Linked DNA regions of Mus musculus: regions 1, 2, 4 and 5 are each linked to region 3. A link is a contact called in public Hi-C, HiChIP or PLAC-seq and Micro-C data. All regions are on one chromosome and are shown on one strand. The core of a region is the stretch at or near the end of the contact, and the rest is flanking DNA. Distances in the headings are between cores, read along the strand shown. Region 1 holds the start of Hps3 (HPS3, biogenesis of lysosomal organelles complex 2 subunit 1). Region 2 holds the start of Hltf (helicase-like transcription factor). Region 3 holds the start of Crh (corticotropin releasing hormone). Region 4 overlaps Pde7a (phosphodiesterase 7A). Region 5 holds the start of Mtfr1 (mitochondrial fission regulator 1).

The links. Hi-C and Micro-C count contacts between places; a contact is called where the count stands out from the background. HiChIP or PLAC-seq counts read pairs in DNA pulled down with a chosen protein or histone mark.
Region 1: an H3K4me3 HiChIP or PLAC-seq map of bone marrow-derived macrophages shows a contact between it and region 3, with 2.5 times the contacts expected there. The contact joins the promoter of Hps3 here to the promoter of Crh in region 3.
Region 2: a contact with region 3 is called in a Hi-C map of embryonic stem cells, with 2.2 times the contacts expected there. The contact joins the promoter of Hltf here to the promoter of Crh in region 3. A contact is called at or near these places in 1 of 39 promoter capture datasets (embryonic stem cells), 2 of 484 Hi-C or Micro-C datasets (both in embryonic stem cells) and 1 of 115 datasets of contacts at active chromatin or transcription factors (astrocytes).
Region 4: a Hi-C map of embryonic stem cells shows a contact between it and region 3, with 3 times the contacts expected there. The contact joins the enhancer-like site here to the promoter of Crh in region 3. A contact is called at or near these places in 4 of 39 promoter capture datasets (the 3T3-L1 cell line, embryonic stem cells, hippocampal neurons and 1 more), 1 of 15 datasets of contacts at CTCF or cohesin (embryonic stem cells) and 8 of 484 Hi-C or Micro-C datasets (adipose-derived mesenchymal stem cells, embryonic fibroblasts, embryonic stem cells and 2 more).
Region 5: a Micro-C map of embryonic stem cells shows a contact between it and region 3, with 4 times the contacts expected there. The contact joins the promoter of Mtfr1 here to the promoter of Crh in region 3. A contact is called at or near these places in 4 of 39 promoter capture datasets (embryonic stem cells, hippocampal neurons, pre-B cells and 1 more) and 1 of 484 Hi-C or Micro-C datasets (embryonic stem cells).

What each region holds. Positions count from the first base shown.
Region 1 is chr3:20,033,115-20,036,675 of GRCm38.p6, reverse strand. Hps3 (HPS3, biogenesis of lysosomal organelles complex 2 subunit 1) reads left to right here and starts at 1,366. Exons shown (of 17, transcript NM_080634.4): 1 at 1,366-1,627. The coding sequence starts at 1,411.
Region 2 is chr3:20,056,454-20,059,952 of GRCm38.p6, reverse strand. It overlaps Hltf (helicase-like transcription factor), which reads right to left and starts at 2,142. Exons shown (of 25, transcript NM_009210.3): 1 at 1,946-2,142; 2 at 847-1,054. The coding sequence starts at 1,965.
Region 3 is chr3:19,693,331-19,696,900 of GRCm38.p6, reverse strand. Crh (corticotropin releasing hormone) reads left to right here and starts at 1,505. Exons shown (of 2, transcript NM_205769.3): 1 at 1,505-1,734; 2 at 2,411-3,500. The coding sequence starts at 2,425. The coding sequence ends at 2,988. It overlaps Gm42189 (a long non-coding RNA gene), which reads right to left and starts at 2,628. Exons shown (of 3, transcript XR_880694.3): 1 at 2,362-2,628.
Region 4 is chr3:19,231,520-19,235,323 of GRCm38.p6, reverse strand. It overlaps Pde7a (phosphodiesterase 7A), which reads left to right. Exons shown (of 13, transcript NM_001122759.2): 8 at 1,517-1,648; 9 at 2,133-2,224. Among named protein-coding and RNA genes, the nearest start is that of Mtfr1, 45 kb to the right of the region's middle. Within about 2 kb of position 1,288, at least 24 of the 459 cell types and tissues checked have an H3K27ac peak or open chromatin away from gene starts, as enhancers often do. A contact at or near this core is called in embryonic stem cells, where this site is marked.
Region 5 is chr3:19,186,128-19,189,849 of GRCm38.p6, reverse strand. Mtfr1 (mitochondrial fission regulator 1) reads right to left here and starts at 1,740. Exons shown (of 8, transcript NM_026182.6): 1 at 1,562-1,740.

The DNA.
Region 1 (3,561 bases), core at 117-2,616, 340 kb before region 3:
GAAGTCTGTCATGGAATCAGCCTAGCTTTCTCATAAGCTGATGGTCACAGAAGTGAGAAAAACAGTTAATAAAGATAAAAATCTCTTCCCAAAATTTCTTAGGTCAGCCAGGTACAGGGACTATATCAAGGGAGAAGAAGCTATCTCTAGAGAAGGTAGTGCCATTCTAGGACTTAATGAATCTCACAAAAGTCAAATTACATTCAATTAATATCCTGAAGAGGAAAAATTAATCAAAAGAGACAGACACTTAAATCAGATACTCATAAGAGGGAAAGGGGATGTTTATGGATGTCACATGAGTAGCAATCTGCTTGTTTTCCTGATTTCTGTAGCCCAGATCTCTGGACTATTCCATGTATTCTTTGCTCACTGAGTTTAATGAACCCGTCTCCCAGAGTGTTCCTAGTAGAGGATGAAGTACATGATTCCTCGTCATCTGGAAGGTATTCGAAATGGCAGCAGTTCAACTTCAGTCCAATTGCTCCCACATTATAAATTCTCAGAGCAAAGGACTCAAGGTAACCATCAGCATGAGAATTGAAGTTTGCTCTTTTCAGTGTAAAAAGAAGAGCATCCTCCAGTCAACCAATACGTACATATGTGCATGCAAACACATATATTTTCTAGAATTGTTAAAAAAACATTATAGATCTGGTTTATTAAATCTCCCAAAATAGAAAAATTCCGACGGCAAGTTTCTTCAATATAGGAAATACTTAGGAACTGTATATTGACCATCCGGGGATCTCTCTCCTCCCCTATTATCTAAGGCTTAGAGGAAACTTTTGCCAAATGCCTGCAAAATGTTTTCATAGATCTTCTCATCCAATGCATTATTTTTTTATTTTTATTTTTTGCTAAGCATCTTCGAGGATTTGCCCTTTTCAATAAAACCATTGTAGGATCCACAGTATTTGTGGTGTGTTTAACCCTACGTTGGGAGTTTAACATCAGGTTTTGCAGTTTCATCCTTTAGAAGCAGACTTTGTGTGCCCCGGTACAGGGGAACGCCAGGGCCAAAGGGGGGGAGTGGGTGGGTAGGGGAGTGGGGGTGGGTGGGTAAGGGGGACTTTTGGTATAGCATTGGAAATGTAAATGAGCTAAATACCTAATAAAAAATGGAAAAAAAAAAAAAAAAGTTCAAAGTCTAAGGCAAGTCGACCAAGGCACAGACGGGCAGATGATCGAGTGTTAAACACGCTGAAGGTTTCACATACTAATCTGTCCAGAAGCAGCAAAGTTAACATCTCCAAAGAGGAACCGAGGTCTCTGCATCCACTTAGGGTAGCACTTCACTTAGCGCGCGGCCTCTTTAAGGAGCGGTGCCCGGGGTGTGGTCGCAGCGCTCACGTGATCCGGAGCAGCTCTCTAAGCTTGCGGAAGCCGCCCAGCGGTCCGGGCGCCGGGATGGTGCGTCTGTACAACCTGCACCCGTTTGGGTCGCAGCAGGTAGTCCCCTGCCAGTGGGAGCCGGAGCAGGTCTGCTGCGGCGGGAGCGACGCGCTGTTCGTGGCTGCCGGCTGCAAGGTGGAGGCGTTCGCTGTTCAGGGCGAAGAGCTGTGCCGGCAGCGCTGCGCCTTCTCCACGCTAGGCAGGGTGCTGCGCATGGCCTACAGCGAAGCCGGTGAGGAGCGGCTTTGGGGCGGGGCTCTGGGTAGGGAAGGGATTGGTGCTCTTCTAGGCTGGCTGCTGACAGTCAGTGTGGGTCGGGCACTAAGTGCTAAAGTCATTTTGTGTAGTTGTTTTAGCGACCGCAGATCCGGTGTCGTGCCACGGTCCGGTGCTTGCCTAGTTTGCTTGAAGCCTTGGTCTGATCCTCCTTACTCAGATTGCTTCAACTAGTCATTCTAGCACTTTGGAGGTAGAGACCGGAGGATCTGAAGTTTAAGGTCCTCTGCAGTTTGGTGAGTTCCATTCTAGCCTAGGCTACAAGTAATCATGTCTCGAAGCAAAACAAAGCAGACACCCCACGTGGAGATGCAATGCTGACTGATCCCGTCCACAGCTTGAAATAAAGACGTGTGGCTCGGTTCCACTTATGCCAGACCCTTAAAAGATTAATGTAAGAAAACAAACCTGGTTCAAGAGAAAGAGGAGGGAGAATGATATCCTGAAGTTCACAGGAGGCTCGACCTCAAAAGTTATCTCAAATCGGAGCCAGCCCTTTTACCTCTTAAGTCACTATCACTTGTGGTTGATTTATTACATTGGGTTGTATCAAATGCTTGGCCCTGGTTGGATACTAATGACTTGAGCCACACCGACTGGAGGAGGCTAGCACTAAACCATGATAACCTCGTTCTTGAAACCTTGAAGAACAAAGATGCTTTTATTACCATGTTGGCTGCCTTAAAGAGCTTCAGGAATCATGTGGGATGGCATAAGTATCACGGGCCATATAACTCAAAGGTAGCATTCAGTCCACAGTTGAACTTCAACTTCTGAGTGTAACTTCTATTAACCCATGCATGACTAAACATTAATAGGCTGACCCCTGGCAATGCCTAAGTTCAGAAAACCTGTCTGATGTCTCCTTTGATGCCTTTTTTTCTTCTGAGTAAATGTTCTGGTCTGTGTTCTCTCAGTGCCTAGTGTCCTCTGCCATAGCAAATCCACCTTGTCAACAACCAGGACTATCTGTGCATTTATATTTACTGTGAATGTTTTGGAGGCCTTTTTCCCAGGCAGAAAGCATTTTCTTTTTCTGTCAGGTCCAAAGGAAACCCCAAGTCCCAAACTCCAAAGGGCAGTCCAAAGATCCAGACGTGAGCTCCTCCATGGCTATAGGAGGAGTTCTGGTGTTTAGTTAAAAGCCAGCCTTCCTTCCTCAGGAACTTGTGGAGGCAGTTCCTGTCTGTCAGAGGAGTCATTTCCCTTACCTCTGGCAAAAGGAGCTATGGCTCTTCAATCTACATACACGTGTGATACTACTCCTCAGCATCCCAAGGTCCAGGCTAGCCTCAGGCCTCCCTCAGTCCCTGAAGTACCTATTACATATTTCCAAGTCCATGCTATCTCACTGTGCTCTTCTCTCTCTTGCAGATAACCTTGGCCATGTCTATTCAGCTGGCCATGTTCAGGTTACTTCTTTCTCTCTCTGCTCTGGATTCATCCAGATCTTCTGGCTGTTTCTCCCTCTCCCTCTCCCTCTCCCTCTCCCTCTCCCTCTCCCTTTCCTTTTATCTCCTTCTCCCTCGTCCCTCTCCCTCCATCGCCTTTTCCCTCCTCCCTCTAACTCTACCCTCTCCCTCCTCCCTCTCCCTCTCTATCTCCCTCCTCCCTCTCTTTCTCCCTCTCCCTCCTTGCTCTCCCCTCCTCTCTGTACCCCACCTATCTTCAATAAAACAAAACCATTTCCCTTAACTATACCATGGAGGGGTCATGTTGACAGTTTTACTTTGTACGGGCCCACCCCCTAACCCCCCCCCCCCCCAAGCCTACACTTACTAATCAGCCAAATGCTGCTCTCCCTTTGTAAGTTGTGGGCACTCAGTAAGTCATCTGTGGGGTCCCTGTAACCAGATTTCTGTGGCTCATGGTTTGAGAGGGTTCAGCCCA
Region 2 (3,499 bases), core at 893-3,392, 360 kb before region 3:
GGGGGGACAGTAGTCATGTATGCCAGAAGAGGGCATTGGGACACCTGCAGCTGCAGTTGCTGTTGTGCCAGCCAAGAGTACTGAGAATAGTACTCTAATCCTCTGCAGGAACAGCAAGGGCTCTTACCTGCTGAGTCGTCTCTTCAGCTCCCAAACTGCAGTTTAAAGAAATACAGACTGAACTATACTAATGTAAAGTGATACAACTGGTATTTGTTTTTACAGGACAAAAAGAAAAGAAAAGAAAAGAAAAGAAAAGAAAAGAAAAGAAAAGAAAAGAAAAGAAAAGAAAAGAAGAGAAGAGAAAGCAAGCAAAAATAGAAAATACTTGCTAACCATTGAATCTTATTCTCATTTTGTTAGAAACTTTCTCATAATAAATTAAATATCATTAGAATTATATTACTAAATAACAAAGATGCCCTTAATAAAGATTATTGTTCAAAGAAAATTATATATATATATATATATATTCTCAATCTGTCCATTTTCTTTCTCTCACACACATTTTCACATACATTCATTTCAGAGAACAGGAATACATAAGAAAGAACAAGGACTGTTTTTACTACAAAAATGAATAACCTAATGCAAAACATGATGGATTTGAAGTCATTTCTTAAATTTACCACGTTCCTCAGTAATCACAAGGACCAAATGTGTGGGCAAAAGTGCTTTATAAACTATAAGCATAGGAGAAAAGTAAGAAGTTAATCAGTTAGTCAAGGTATTTATGACTAGCCTTTCATTCAAAGTAAAACATTCATTGTATACATCACCTTTTACTATAACTTACTGTTAAAACCATAAACATACCATAATTTTATTATCTAATCTTTTACTTACAACTCCTGTGTAATAGCGTAGTCCAACAACTTGTCCTCTCATAGTTCCAAATAAAACCAAATCTTGCTCTTCATCACTCGTTAGGAAGTCATCTGGAGGAATAATGTCTTGGAATTCAAAATGTGGCAAGAAAGTTGAGTATGAAAGTCTTGGAATATTTTCGTGTGATCCATACTGGACAGACTGCGAATACTTCCAAACAGGACCCCTGTTTTAAAACAAAACAAAAAACCAAAAACAAAACAGGACTTGTTTTTCTTTTTTTGGTTTTTCGAGACAGAGTTTCTCTGTATAGCCCTGGCTGTCCTGGTCCCCTAACCCCTTCCCCTCTTCTCTTTCCTTTTCTGAAACTGGGTTTCTCTGTGTAGCCTTGGCTGTCCTACTCGCTCAGTAGACCAGGCTGGCCTCAAACTCAGAGATCCACCTGCCTCTCCCTCCCAGGTACTTGGCTACCACTGCCCGCTATGAAAATAACTTTAAATTTTAACATAAATGCATCCACAGCATCCTCTGCTTTAACTCCTTTGGAACAGAACACATTTTAAATCGAGCATCTAAATTGTGACACTATAGAGAACTGACCTTGAAGCCCCATTATTTTAAAGGATAGGGATAATTGTTGCAAAAATGGGCATGAAAACCACAGTAGATGATGAAAAGAGGTGTTTGCTGGAAGCCTCCTAGAAGATGTAGTTCTCCTAAAAACACACGGGGCTATCAAGTCGCGAGTTTCCCTCTCAGCTCCTCTGCAAATATGCTTTAGTGCGCTTTTGCATAGTGCCGGGAAATACAAGTTGGAAGCTGTTACCATAACAATGCCTAGCGAACAGTGGGATAACATTGGTGAATAAATCACCCCCCGCTTCCACCCCCCCCGCCACCCCCCCCCCCCCCCCCCGCCAAGCCCTTGACGCAGATTCTCCGAGGTCGCAGCCACTCTGGTCAGCCGCGACAATGCATTGGTGCCTCCAGGAGCAACACCGGCAAGCGACCCGCAGAAGGGATGCAAACTGCACCTATAAAGCGCCCGGGCGCGCACCTTCACTAGAATAGAGCGCAGAGCAATTGGCCTCACGCCCAGCCCCCCTCAGCCCTTCACCTCGTGAACGTATAGGACATGGCGCGGGGCGGGGTGACTTCGGGATGCCCTGGGCTCCCCAGATCTTCCCAGACAGCCTGATAAAGCTCCTCAAGGCGTCGTGGCCCAGGCGCCGGAATCCAAATCAGAACCGCCAGGCCGCGTCCGCCCGGTGAGACGTGTCCACACCACTCCTTCCTGCAACAGTCTGAGAAACCGGTGACGTTCTGCGATCGGCACCGCCAGGGCCCAATCCAAAGGAAGAGTCTACGAAGACCAACCAATCACAATACAAGAGGGTGGGGAGCTCCGCCCAGTGCTGCGATTCAAAGGCAGTGCGGCGCGTCCGGGTTCTACCTGGTTCTTCCGCAGTCCGAGACGCCTTGCACGGTAAAACATCGAGGCTTCTTGAGTGAGCCACAGGGCTCAAGGTTCTGACGGACTAGGGGGAAAGAGGTCTTCTAGCCACTGCCCTAACTCCTCAAGGATGTCCCCATAGGTCAGACGCTCCCTATCTGATGGAATGCCTAACAGGGCCTACTCCAGTAGGAGCCCTGGGTGGGATACCTGCATTTCCTCTGCTGAGCCCTGACTCTATTTATTCTTAGCGACCTCCGTGTATGCGAGACCCTGAGTTCTGGAAATCTGAATGAGAACTTACGAATTTCCTTCTCCCATCTCGCTTTTATTGTGTTTAAAGAAATTTTTTTCCCTTGGTAGAAGAAAGCCATAAAGTAATACAACCTTATAGCTCTTGCTGAAAAAGGCAGACTGGTCCAACATTAGTTGTAAGGTCCGAGGTGGTGGCTGGGGCTACGTGTGTTTTCTTAGGAAAATGAAGGAGGCACTATAAAGAAACTTTTTTTTTCTCTCTTTTTTTTTTTAATTAGGTATTTACTCGTTTACATTTCCAATGCTATCCCAAAAGTCCCCCATACCCACCCACTCCCCCTTTTTGGCCCTGGCGTTCCCCTGTACTGGGGCATATAAAGTTTATATGTTTATACTTTATAATCTAAAGGGACATTTCACTTTGGAGTTTTGTATGCAACAGTATCAGGCAAGGTAAAGGTAATTCCAGCATCTTGAAAGACCATAAAACTACTTTTGATGAAGCAGCCATTAACTGCTGCATCTTCTGCTGCACCAACAGTAGGAAGCTAAAGGTATTGCCCAGCCAAACATAATAGGGTGTGCTGTAAACCATCGGAATGTCTAGATGTGTTTGTAAACATTTTAAACACTGGAAGTCATCCTTCCTAGAGTGGTCCATTTTATGCTTCCATCAGCAGAGGATGAAAGGTGGTCAGTAAGATGTTTTAAGAGGCACATGTTCATTGTCTTAAATATTGATGATCTGTGAACTAAAAGTAAAATGTGACCATTTGAGGATTGTCTGCTGGAATGGCACCCTAGGGAATGCTATGATAAAAAGAAAGGAGAGAGAGAGAAGCAAAAACAAGAAAACTAACTTTAACAGTATTAAGAGACAATTTATGCTGGAGGCAAATATCAGTCATTGGCCTGGGAACACAGAATTAGGCCACCCCAAGTGCTATGTTTCAATTGAAGCCA
Region 3 (3,570 bases), core at 256-2,755:
TCAATGTAAACCCACTTTTCCTCTAAAGCACAATTTGATCATTATTTATTAATGAATCACACTTCTCCTGTGGACAGAATCCTTCCTGTGTTCTCTTCTATCAGAAATGCATCCCATTCATTCACCTATGAGCTGACTTTTCTGCAACCTCCAGTGTGAAAACACCTTCCTCTTGTTTCAAGAAGAGTTATCAATTAGTACAGGCCCCAAACAGGGGTGGAAATCTGCATTGCATTACTTGTGACAGAGAAAATGGCAGACATAACCAGAAACAGGGAACAGGAAATTTTGGATAAACAGTAGTGGTGGTTATGAAGCAGCTGAAGCGAATCCCAGACACTAGAGTTTGTAACAGCATCTTGAATTGCAGGATTAAAGGTAACTACTTCCCACTTAGACATAATCTCCATTCAACTCAAAATTTGAGAGTAGATTTATAGACATGGCATTGTGTTCTATAATAGTGCCAGAAAGCAATAACTAAAGACACTTGTGGTGCACATTTGAATGTGGAGAAAAGAACAGAACACATAATAAATAACTTGAGTGGTTTGCTCTGCATACCATCATGGTTTCACAGTACACGGAGGTGAAATGAATGATTCTCATTTACAGACTCAATAACTGATTTTTTTTCAGGCTATCAAACAGCTTAAGTTTTTTCAACACAAGAGAACAATGCCTCTCTCATTGGGTTTGCGGTGTAGACTCCGAACAGAGTGTTTAATATACACAGCTCACCCTGCTCTTCTTGGGGGAACAGTCCTGATTAACTTTAGATTCTAAGAGAACCATAGGAGGCCTGAGATTCACTTGAAACTGAGGCTTTTAAGAGACTTTGTTTATGGCCTTCCTCGTTAGAATAGCTCTTTTCTTGTGAAGGAAAACACTAAGCTGGTTTCAAAAAAACGTACTGGCCTTGTCTTCAGCTCCATAATTCCTATGTATGCTCTTGGGAGGGCTAAGTGGATAAAAACTCAGACCTGGTTGTCTCTGTCCCCTAGTTCTTCATTCTCCTCCAGGCAGAAAGATGGCAGGCCATAGTAACGACAGATTTCAGATACTGAGATGTTTCCTGAGAGGACAACCTGACAGAAGAGTTAGGTGGGGGTGCTGAGGCACCAGGAAATGTCCAGATCCACCCCTTTAATGGTAACTACCTTCTTGGAAGCTCTGCACTCCCCACCTCTTCTTCTTTCCCCTCCCACTCTCTGTCTCTTTTCTGGTCCGTATCTGGCCTATCATAGTAAGAGGTCAGTCTGTTTTCCACACTTGGATAGTCTCATTCAAAAATTTTTGTCAATGGACAAGTCATAAGAAACCCTTCCATTTTCGGGCTCGTTGACGTCACCAAGGAGGCGATAAATATCTGTTGATATAATTGGATGTGAGATTCAGTGTTGAAATAGCAGAACTCTGTCCCTCGCTCCTTGGCAGGGCCCTATTATTTATGCAGGAGCAGAGGCAGCACGCAATCGAGCTGTCAAGAGAGCGTCAGCTTATTAGGCAAATGCTGCGTGCTTTCTGAAGAGGGTCGACATTATAAAATCTCACTCCAGGCTCTGGTGTGGAGAAACTCAGAGCCCAAGTACGTTGAGAGACTGAAGAGAAAGGGAAAAGGCAAAAGAAAAAAAGAAGAGAAAGGAGAAGAGGAAGAAAACCTGCAGGAGGCATCCTGAGAGAAGTCCCTCTGCAGAGGCAGCAGTGCGGGCTCACCTACCAAGGGAGGAGAAGGTAGGCAGCGCCTAGACGGGCGCCACCAACTTTGTGCTGCCTGAGCTGCTGTGGTGAGCCCCGGAGCCAGCTGCCCATGTGCTGGAATGCCTGTGCCTATGCATGTATGTGTGTCGCTAACTGTGCCTTAAAATTCCGATGACAGTGGCGATTTGAAAAAGCGAAGTTAGACGGCGGCTGCTCATCTTTATCCACTCAATCCAATCTGCCACTCACTGCTCATAGTCTGTGCAAAGAATGGCTCCCCTATTGCATCCCATGTCCCCAAGCAAACGGAGTAAGGGCAGGAATGGAGACAGAGAAGGTTGTTCTCAATTTGGCAGAAAAGGATGTCCGAAAGGGGGCGATTAGGGTGTGCGACAGCTTAAACCTGTGGCACTTGTCCGGGCTCAGGGAAGTCGGTTTAGGGAAGACGTTTGGGAGGTCCTTAGGAAGAGGAGCCAGGGGTTGTCCCTTCTAGGTCTCCAAAGAAGGGTCACCGCGGGCTCGCACCAGTTGAGCTTTGCAGGTACCTAGCTTCAGCACCGCGGACAGCGTCACCGAAGCCTAGAGCCTGTCTTGTCTGTGGGTGTCCGATAGGAAGCCCCGCTGCACCTTCCAGCTGAGCTAAACTCTGACCAATCTTACCTTTCTCCCCCACCTTCTCTCTCCCCCGACCTCAACCTCGGTGCTTCAGAGAGCGCCCCTAACATGCGGCTGCGGCTGCTGGTGTCCGCGGGCATGCTGCTGGTGGCTCTGTCGTCCTGCCTGCCTTGCAGGGCCCTGCTCAGCAGGGGATCCGTCCCCCGAGCGCCGCGGGCCCCGCAGCCCTTGAATTTCTTGCAGCCGGAGCAGCCCCAGCAACCTCAGCCGGTTCTGATCCGCATGGGTGAAGAATACTTCCTCCGCCTGGGGAATCTCAACAGAAGTCCCGCTGCTCGGCTGTCCCCCAACTCCACGCCCCTCACCGCGGGTCGCGGCAGCCGCCCCTCGCACGACCAGGCTGCGGCTAACTTTTTCCGCGTGTTGCTGCAGCAGCTGCAGATGCCTCAGCGCTCGCTCGACAGCCGCGCGGAGCCGGCCGAACGCGGCGCCGAGGATGCCCTCGGTGGCCACCAGGGGGCGCTGGAGAGGGAGAGGCGGTCGGAGGAGCCGCCCATCTCTCTGGATCTCACCTTCCACCTTCTGCGGGAAGTCTTGGAAATGGCCCGGGCAGAGCAGTTAGCTCAGCAAGCTCACAGCAACAGGAAACTGATGGAGATTATCGGGAAATGAAATGTTGCGCTTGGCCAAAACGATTCTGCATTTAGCACACAAGTAAAAATAAAAATTTAAAACACAGTATTCTGTACCATATCGCAGCTCCGATATCATTTGTTTATTTTTATATAGCTTGAAGCATAGAAGATGTACAGGGAGAGAGCCTATATACCCCTTAATTAGCATGCACAAAGTGTATTTCTGTGTCGTAACAAAACAGCGTTATTTGTATTGCCCATGCTTAATTTCTATGTGCAAATAAGCGTCTTTATAGCGATATCTTAAAGAAAATGTGGCCCCAAGGAGGAAACCTTTGAAAAAGCAGATGGGAGTCATCCAGTTGTTTTTATTTGGAGCTGCAGTGGAAGAGAATTCATTCTTGAGGGGTGGCTAGGACGAAATGTGTAAGCTCTTTGAATCAACTTTTTCTTGTAAATGTTTCAGTAATAAAACATCTTTCTGATTCTTGGTCAATTTGGTTGTGTAAGAGAACGTTAAATATATTTTTAATAAAATCTGCAAAGGTTGCTGTGGCTTTATTTTTCCTCTTCAGTGTGCATACAGAAATGGCCCCAGCACAAGACATAAAAACAGCAC
Region 4 (3,804 bases), core at 39-2,538, 460 kb after region 3:
GGAAGGGAAGGGAAGGGAAGGGGAAAGGGAAAGGGGAAGGGGAAGGGGAAGGGGAAGGGGAAGGGGAAGGGGAGGGAAAGGGGAGGGAAAGGGAAAGGGGAGGGGAAAGAGGAATGCTGCAGACCCTCTGGGTCCCCTTGTCTGCTTGGACAGGTCTCTGGGTGCAGATGGGCAAGGAGTAGGCGGGAATGACACAGATGCACACAGAGAATCTGAATGTATTTTGTCAAGTCCAGCATCAAACTTTTTATACAGAAGAATAACAAGATACAATCCACCAAGTTACAGTGACACAATACAAAAGGAATGCGTACATCAAAAGAAGGACCAGGCCACTGCCACTAAGAAGGGAGACAGGTGTAAAGCTAGTCTATTGTTAAGCCCACCACCAGGGGTTCTACTTTAGCAGACCTTCTCATGAATACTGCAATACCACAACCCCCCTATTTCCTGGGCCCTGATAATTTCTTGTATGAGTTTAACTTTTAAGTGTCTGTGGAGAATCTCCATTTGTCAGAAGAATTAACCAACTTGCTTCTAATGTGCAATGTAGCCTGTACTGAAGATTTCTATCTCAGTGGGATTCCCTGGCTCTTTCATGGTAAACACTCTGCAGACCAGCCCTGAGCTGCTGGCTCTGTCTTTTGTAATGCTTAATTAGTTACTGAATAGGTAACTTCCTTCCTGCATTCCTACCGGATTCCAAGCTCGGTTAGGCTTCTGGAATATTGGAACACTGGTGGGAGGCTTTAGCTATGTCAGAATTCAATCTTAAAAGACACTTATAATAAAATAATACTAAAAGAGAGCACGTGGGTCCAAACACTAGACTAACTCAGGGATAGGGATAGGGTGTGAGTATACGGGTTAATGAGAACGCCAAAACTCCAGGAGGTGAGTTCCTTTTGAAACTTTATGCCTCGTGAGTGCTGCCAGGCTTCTCAGCCTGTCAAACAGACTTCACTGGAGTGTGCGTGGCAGGGAAAAGGGGAAAGGGAAGGAAGGGAGTTTTGACCTGAAAATTTAGACTGAAGGTGGCCATTTTTATTGCTGAAACCTATAGTCAGCTAATAAACTTTGATAATGGTTATTTTCTTAAGTTTGGTGAGTAAAGTTACATTGCTGCTATTAATGAAATTCCCTTTCTGGCATGAATGCATTGTGAAAAGGGTCCTGAATGTGGCCATCTATTGGTAGAATGAAAATACTCAGCCCCGTATATCAGTTTAGAGTCCTGTTTCTGAGACTGTTTCTTACCTTAGCTGTTTTTAGTTGATGAAAGTGAAGCCCTCCCTATCAGGTGAGCCCTGTCCCTCAGGCGGCAGCACCGTGCATCAGAACACAGCCTGCACTGCACTGTCCCAGGGAAGCACCACAAGGCTGCTGCTTCATGACCTAGCAGTTGTCCCACTGAGAAATTAACAGGCAGAGCAGGAGAGCCACTGTCCCCACTGGCTCCTGTGGTGGAGAGCGTATTTCAGGAACGTGCGTGACTAACTCTTCTGTTCCGCTTCAGCTTGCCAGTTCTGTCACTCCTTGGGATATCTTGCTGAGTTTAATTGCAGCCGCCACTCACGATCTGGATCACCCAGGTGTTAATCAGCCGTTTCTTATTAAAACCAACCATTATCTAGCAACTTTATACAAGGTCAGTACCGCTTCATTGGAAATTAATTTGGTTTGCTTTGTTGTTGCTTGTTTTTTAGTATGTGCTTAAAATCTCAGCACTAAGGAGAAAGACAAGAGGATCCCTTGAGCTTACTAGCTGACCTGCCTCGTCTAATCCATGAGGCTCAAGCCAGTGAGAGAGAGAGAGACCCTCTCAAAAAAACAGTGTGGATGACTCCTGAGGAACGAATCCAAGGTTGGCCTTTGGCCTCTACACACATGCATGGGTGCACGTTGCTCACTCCACAAATGCACTCACCCACCCACAAATAAACACACGCACAAATAAATTAACAATACTTTAGTGTTCTGTATTCTACACTATTTAATGTTTTGAGGAAATGAAAGGAGTCAAAGTAAATTTCCAATGAATGTTAATGCTTTAACCAAGCTAATTATTACTGACAAATGGTTCTTCGTGTGCAGAAATGACTGTTGGGTAACCAAGAGACCCTTTCTTGTAGAATTCCTCAGTCCTGGAGAATCACCACTGGAGATCTGCAGTGGGCTTGTTAAGAGAATCTGGTTTGTTCTCACACTTGCCATTGGAAAGCAGGTAAGGTGGCTTAAAACAAATGCATTGCCTATGGAAATAAAGTTACTAATTAAGATAAAAATATGTTATTCAGCTGCTCCATAGCTTCCCGTTTCATTAAACTAAACGTATCTTTTTAAAAATCAAGATTAGCTGGGCGTGGCACGCCTTTAATCCCAGCTCTTGGGAGGCAGAGGCAGGCAGATTTCTGAGTCGAGGCCAGCCTGGTCTACAGAGTGAGTTCCAGGACAGCCAGGGCTATACAGAGAAACCCTGTCTCGAGAAGCAAAACAAACAAACAACAACAACAACAAAATTATCAAAATTGTGGTGCTGGAGAAAGGGCTCAGCAGTTTAGAGTTTTTGCTGTTCTAGGAGAAGATCTGGGTTCAGTTCCCAGCTCCCACATGATAGCTCACAGATATCTACACATGGCACACATACATAAATGTGAGCCAAACACAGATACACTGGAAATCCAAAGGAAGTTATACCCAAATTCTTAAGCCTGCTACGTAGTTGTCGCTTTTACATTGGCTATTTATTTTTATGAAAGATACCCCTTTTTGAGTACTGTAAAAGTCACTTCACACATAATGGCTCAGTGGGTGTACGTACCTTTTCTAATAAAGGTTTCAGGTGCATACCTGAAAGATTACACAGAAAGTGACAGTGCATAACAAGATATATTCAGACCACAACATATGCAAAGCCAGTAAAACAAGGATAATAAGGCCCTGTGCCCTCATGTACGCTTTGGAGCTGTCGTGAAGGATAATGAATAAAACAACAGAAAATAGCTTAAAAAATAATTTAATACTAAGGACTAAGGCCATTTTGGTGGCATAAGAAGAAACACTAAAGTTAAATAAGTCCAATATGATGGTGTTGGCAAAAACATCTCAAACCTTGCCGGCATGGTATTTTAAACTTTGTGTTAAATATTCAGTATTGTGTTTGTTTGAACCTGTTTGGTTTTTTCCGAATGTACTAAATGTGTGTGTGTGTACTCAGCACAGGTGTGCTGTGGCACAACAGGTCTGAGGATTGCCTTCAGCAGTCCTTTGTCTGCTTCCTCTGGGGTCCCAAGGATGACCTCAGGCCATCAGGCTCAGGAGGCAAGGACTCCTGTGAGCCATCTCAATGGTCTTCTTGTTACCATTAATACCAAGATAATCTTATTGTGACTCTGTTGAGGGTTTTTTTTTTTTAAATCTCATATGAGGCCGTTTTTAAAAAGATGCAGTATATGTGCTGTCTGTATTAACATGTGACATTTTTCCTCCAGATAAATTTGAATATTCTTACACAGATAACTGACTCTTGATTATTTTAGGTGCATGTGTATTTTGCTTACATGTATATCCATGCACCACATCCATGGTGGGTAGCACAGAGCCAGGAGAGAGTGAGGAACTCTCTGAAAATGGAATTACCTTATGGGTAGGCTGCCATGAGGGAGTTGGGAACCAACCTCTAGAAAAAGAGCCTATACCATAAATTGCTGAACCCATCTCTGGCCCCTTGATCAAACTGCTGAGTAGAATTTTATTAAGATGCTTATTTCATTAAGCATTAAGCATCTTTCTCAGATGTCTCAC
Region 5 (3,722 bases), core at 491-2,990, 510 kb after region 3:
AAAAAGGATGTATGGTTAGAGACCAGAAGAGAGCTTCCTGCCACTTAGAGCTGGAGTTATACATGTGTGCCACAAGAGGGTACCCACAAACATTGCACACCCAGCTCTATAAGCAAGCCTAGCTCATCCTCCTCCACTGTCCATCAAATCCTATTTATACCCTCCAAACAACACATGTCCTTCACAGGTCTTGAGCATGTGTGTCCATCTCAGCTGACATCACTCTGCCAATCAGCCCTGCATCTGCGGATGCAGCAAGAAACTGCAACACACCACCATTATGGAGCACTTCTCTCCCTAGAGTCTGACAAATGCAGCTCAACTACGAAGACCAATACATGCATGTCATTAGCAAATAAATCTTAATCCCATGTCCTTTCACGTGCTTGCTTTCGTAGAACATCCTTTCGCCTAGGTCCACTTCAGCTACATGTTCCTTCACGTGTTTAGCCCAGCAGAACACCGTACAACACAGTTTCTAAAGAACCCTTAAGTTTCCTCTTCAGTTACTAGACTTGCATTTCAATTCAAAGATTAGGGTGTTGATAGAGAGTTAGCTGCACATCGTGACTGAGACTTTTCTTAGCTCGTAAGCATTTTATAGTCAAACTCGGTTGTATATAATCGCAAACCCATTTCTATTACCTTCTTTTTAAAAATAATTTTTACCTTTTAAATGATTTTTGTGTATGTACAATATATGTGATCAATATATGTGGACACAACTTACTTTCATGTAACAAGATAGTAAGTGTCACAACTTCCTTGACTAAGTCATTGTAATGTAAAACAACTACATACACTAGGAAAAGGTGACTGGAATCGGGCGTGGTGACTGAGGCAGGAGGTTTTAGGCAGCTCAACCTAATCTACATAGTGCATTCCACCCCAGCCTAGAGTAAGGAAGACAACTCTGTCTCAAAACCAAACCAAACAAAAAAGTGAACGCTAAATTACCAAGTATCATGAAATACTCCTTAATATTCTTTTCCGGATGTGGTGAAGCAAGCTTTAAATCCTGTAGTTGGGAGGTGGAGGGGGTAGGATCCGAACTTCTATTGACCATCCTCAAGCACAAAACGAGGTTTAAGCCAGAAGAGGTTACATCAGACCAATCACAAAACAAACCATCAGGCGGAAAGAAAGGTTTGGTTAAGTTTGACTTCAGATCTCAAAGTTTCTGTAGTCTGGCTACACGCAAACTGCGCACGCTTAGAAAGTTCAGAGCTGCCAGCCGACAATGACAGGAAAGTAGGTCCAGGTAGAACAGGCTGAACGCCGTGGGCCGCCCCGTTCAGCCCGGATCCAGCGAGGGCACAACGCCGACTGCGGGGGATGGGAGCCAGGCCGGCGGCCCGCGGAGCTCAGCAGGCCAGGCGCGGGCGAGCCGGAGGGCTGCTCTCTGCTCCGGGCTTCCGCGGCCTCCCTCCCGCTCGCCGGCCTCCCGCGCCGCGCCCCGTCCCCTCCCTTGTCCACAACACGGCCTCCCGCCACCGTTCAGCTCCGGGTGGTAGCCATTCCCCACCCCGCCAACCGCTTTTCTGTCCCGGGCCCCACTCACCTCGGCTGCGCAGCAGCCCTCACCTTCGCAGCTGCTCAGCCTTCCAGATTGGCTGTCCCAGGACCTTATGCCAATCAGCCAATCCCCGCCCCTGGCCCGGCCTAGGCTGACCAGTGAACGGCTCGCTGAGGCCCGGGGGCGGGCTCAGGAGAGGCCGGCGGAAGGCGTGTCTGCTCGCCGGCCACGCCGGCTACCTGTCCCGGGCTCTGTGCGCACGCGCGGTGCCCAGTAAGGGGCGTGTGCTTGCTAGTGTGCCGCGCTTTGTCTTGGGTGCTTCTGCCCCTGTTATTTTTGTTGGTAAACTTCGCCCCTTTTGGGTGTAGGAATACCCACATTCCGAGTGAAGTCTCAAATGTGTGCCCGCTGAAAGGAGCTAGGTCCTTAGCCTAGCCTAGCCTAGCCTGTGTCGAGCCCTTCTCAACCCACGCTCTGTGGGGACTTTGTCTGCCAGGGCGATCTGTTTCGGGCCTCAAATCCCGGACGTATGTTCTGGAGGAGTGGAAGGCGCGGCTCAGAGGGAGTGAAGACTTTTCCTGCCTTCAGTTCCCCCGCCTCAAAGTCTGCCTAATTGGTGTGCGTAGTTTTTAATGAAGGGTTATTCTAGATTTCAGATAACCTAGTCATGAAAATACGATCAGTCTGTGTCAAGTTAGCTATAAGCAGCACGGTGGTGTGTGTGGGTGCGATAAAACGTGAATATGGAGGGAAAGCCTATCAGTAATTCAAGAGGCCGCTCCTACCTGGGCGTGGCGGCTCCTGCTATGTAAAACGAGTAGTTTGAAGTTGGAGGCTGGAGGATCCAGAGTTGAAGACCAGCCTATGTCCAAAACAACCTGGAAGAGGGTGGAAGAGTTGAGGTGGGAAGTGGGCAGCAGCTGTTGCTACTTCGCCTTCTCTCTTACCCTCTCATTGGAGCGCTGGTGTTCTTACCCTGGATGGCCTAAATTCCTCCTGGCTACTGCTTTGGATTTCACCTAGAGCTTCAATTCAGTTACTCAGCAACGGCTCGTTGGGAGCCCATTATGACAGTACAAAGTTGGTGGGGTTTGTTTGTTTGTTTGTTTGTTTTTTAAGCCTTGAACCACACCCTGAGTAAGCCTACCAAAAGGCAGGGAGATCAAAACAAGGTTAATTAATATATGTGACCAAGTGTTATAACGTTTTAAGTACAAAAGGGCCTGACAGGCTGTGACCAAGGCTGGGAGAGAGAAGCCTGAGAGAGCAGTTCAGGGAGGGGTGCTTGGTCTGAAGGCTGATGAAAAGACAAAAGCTGCTGAAGTGAACTGGTAGGGACCACACACCAGGGCGACCATTCCAATGATACTTGTAGGATTTACTGCTAAGCTATTAGTTGCCTCAGGATCCCTGGTCACCAGCTGTGTGACCCACAGGTGACTCTCAGCTGCCTGCCACCACACAGGCCTATGTGATTGTCTATGTTTAAGAAGAAGGGTATCTGAAAGCACCCATCAGTTGGAGATGGCTTAAAACCTGTTTTTTGTTTTGTTTTGATTTGATTTGATTTTTTCTTTACAACTTCCCTCCCTTCCCACCTTGCTTTACCCTCAAGTGCCCTGGAGTGGCCCTGAACTTTTTGACAATCTAGATGAAGGTGCAGTGACTTAAACCTGAGTAATTTTATCACAAATTATTGTTTCTCCCAGTAATGGAATCATTTCTAAGAATTCTGACCAAGCTGTGTGCCATCTCATTCAATACAATAACACAAAGAGCCTATCAACATGGTGCCTGGTACCAAACCCTGGTGAAGGAAAAAGAGAGTTTGAAATACATCCAGCCAGGATCTAATCGAAGAAAGACCTGCAGTCCTTATGCTTTTGAACTTTTAAGCTTTGCTTTGCTTTTGTTTTGCTTTGCTTTTGTTTTGTTTTGTTTTGTTTTCGAGACAGGGTTTTTCTGTATAGCCCTGGCTGTCCAGGAACTCACTCTGTAGACCAGGCTGGCCTCGAACTCAGAAATCCACCTGCCTCTGCCTCCGGAGTGCTAGAATTAAAGGTGTGCGCCATCACTGCCCAGCAAGATTTGCTTTTTGAAAGAAAAAAAATATTTGTTTTACAGAAAAGTGCCAAGGGGTAGGAAAAGTTCTGATGTTACCTCACCCAGTGTTCCCTAATCTTACATTACTGTGATACATTTACAA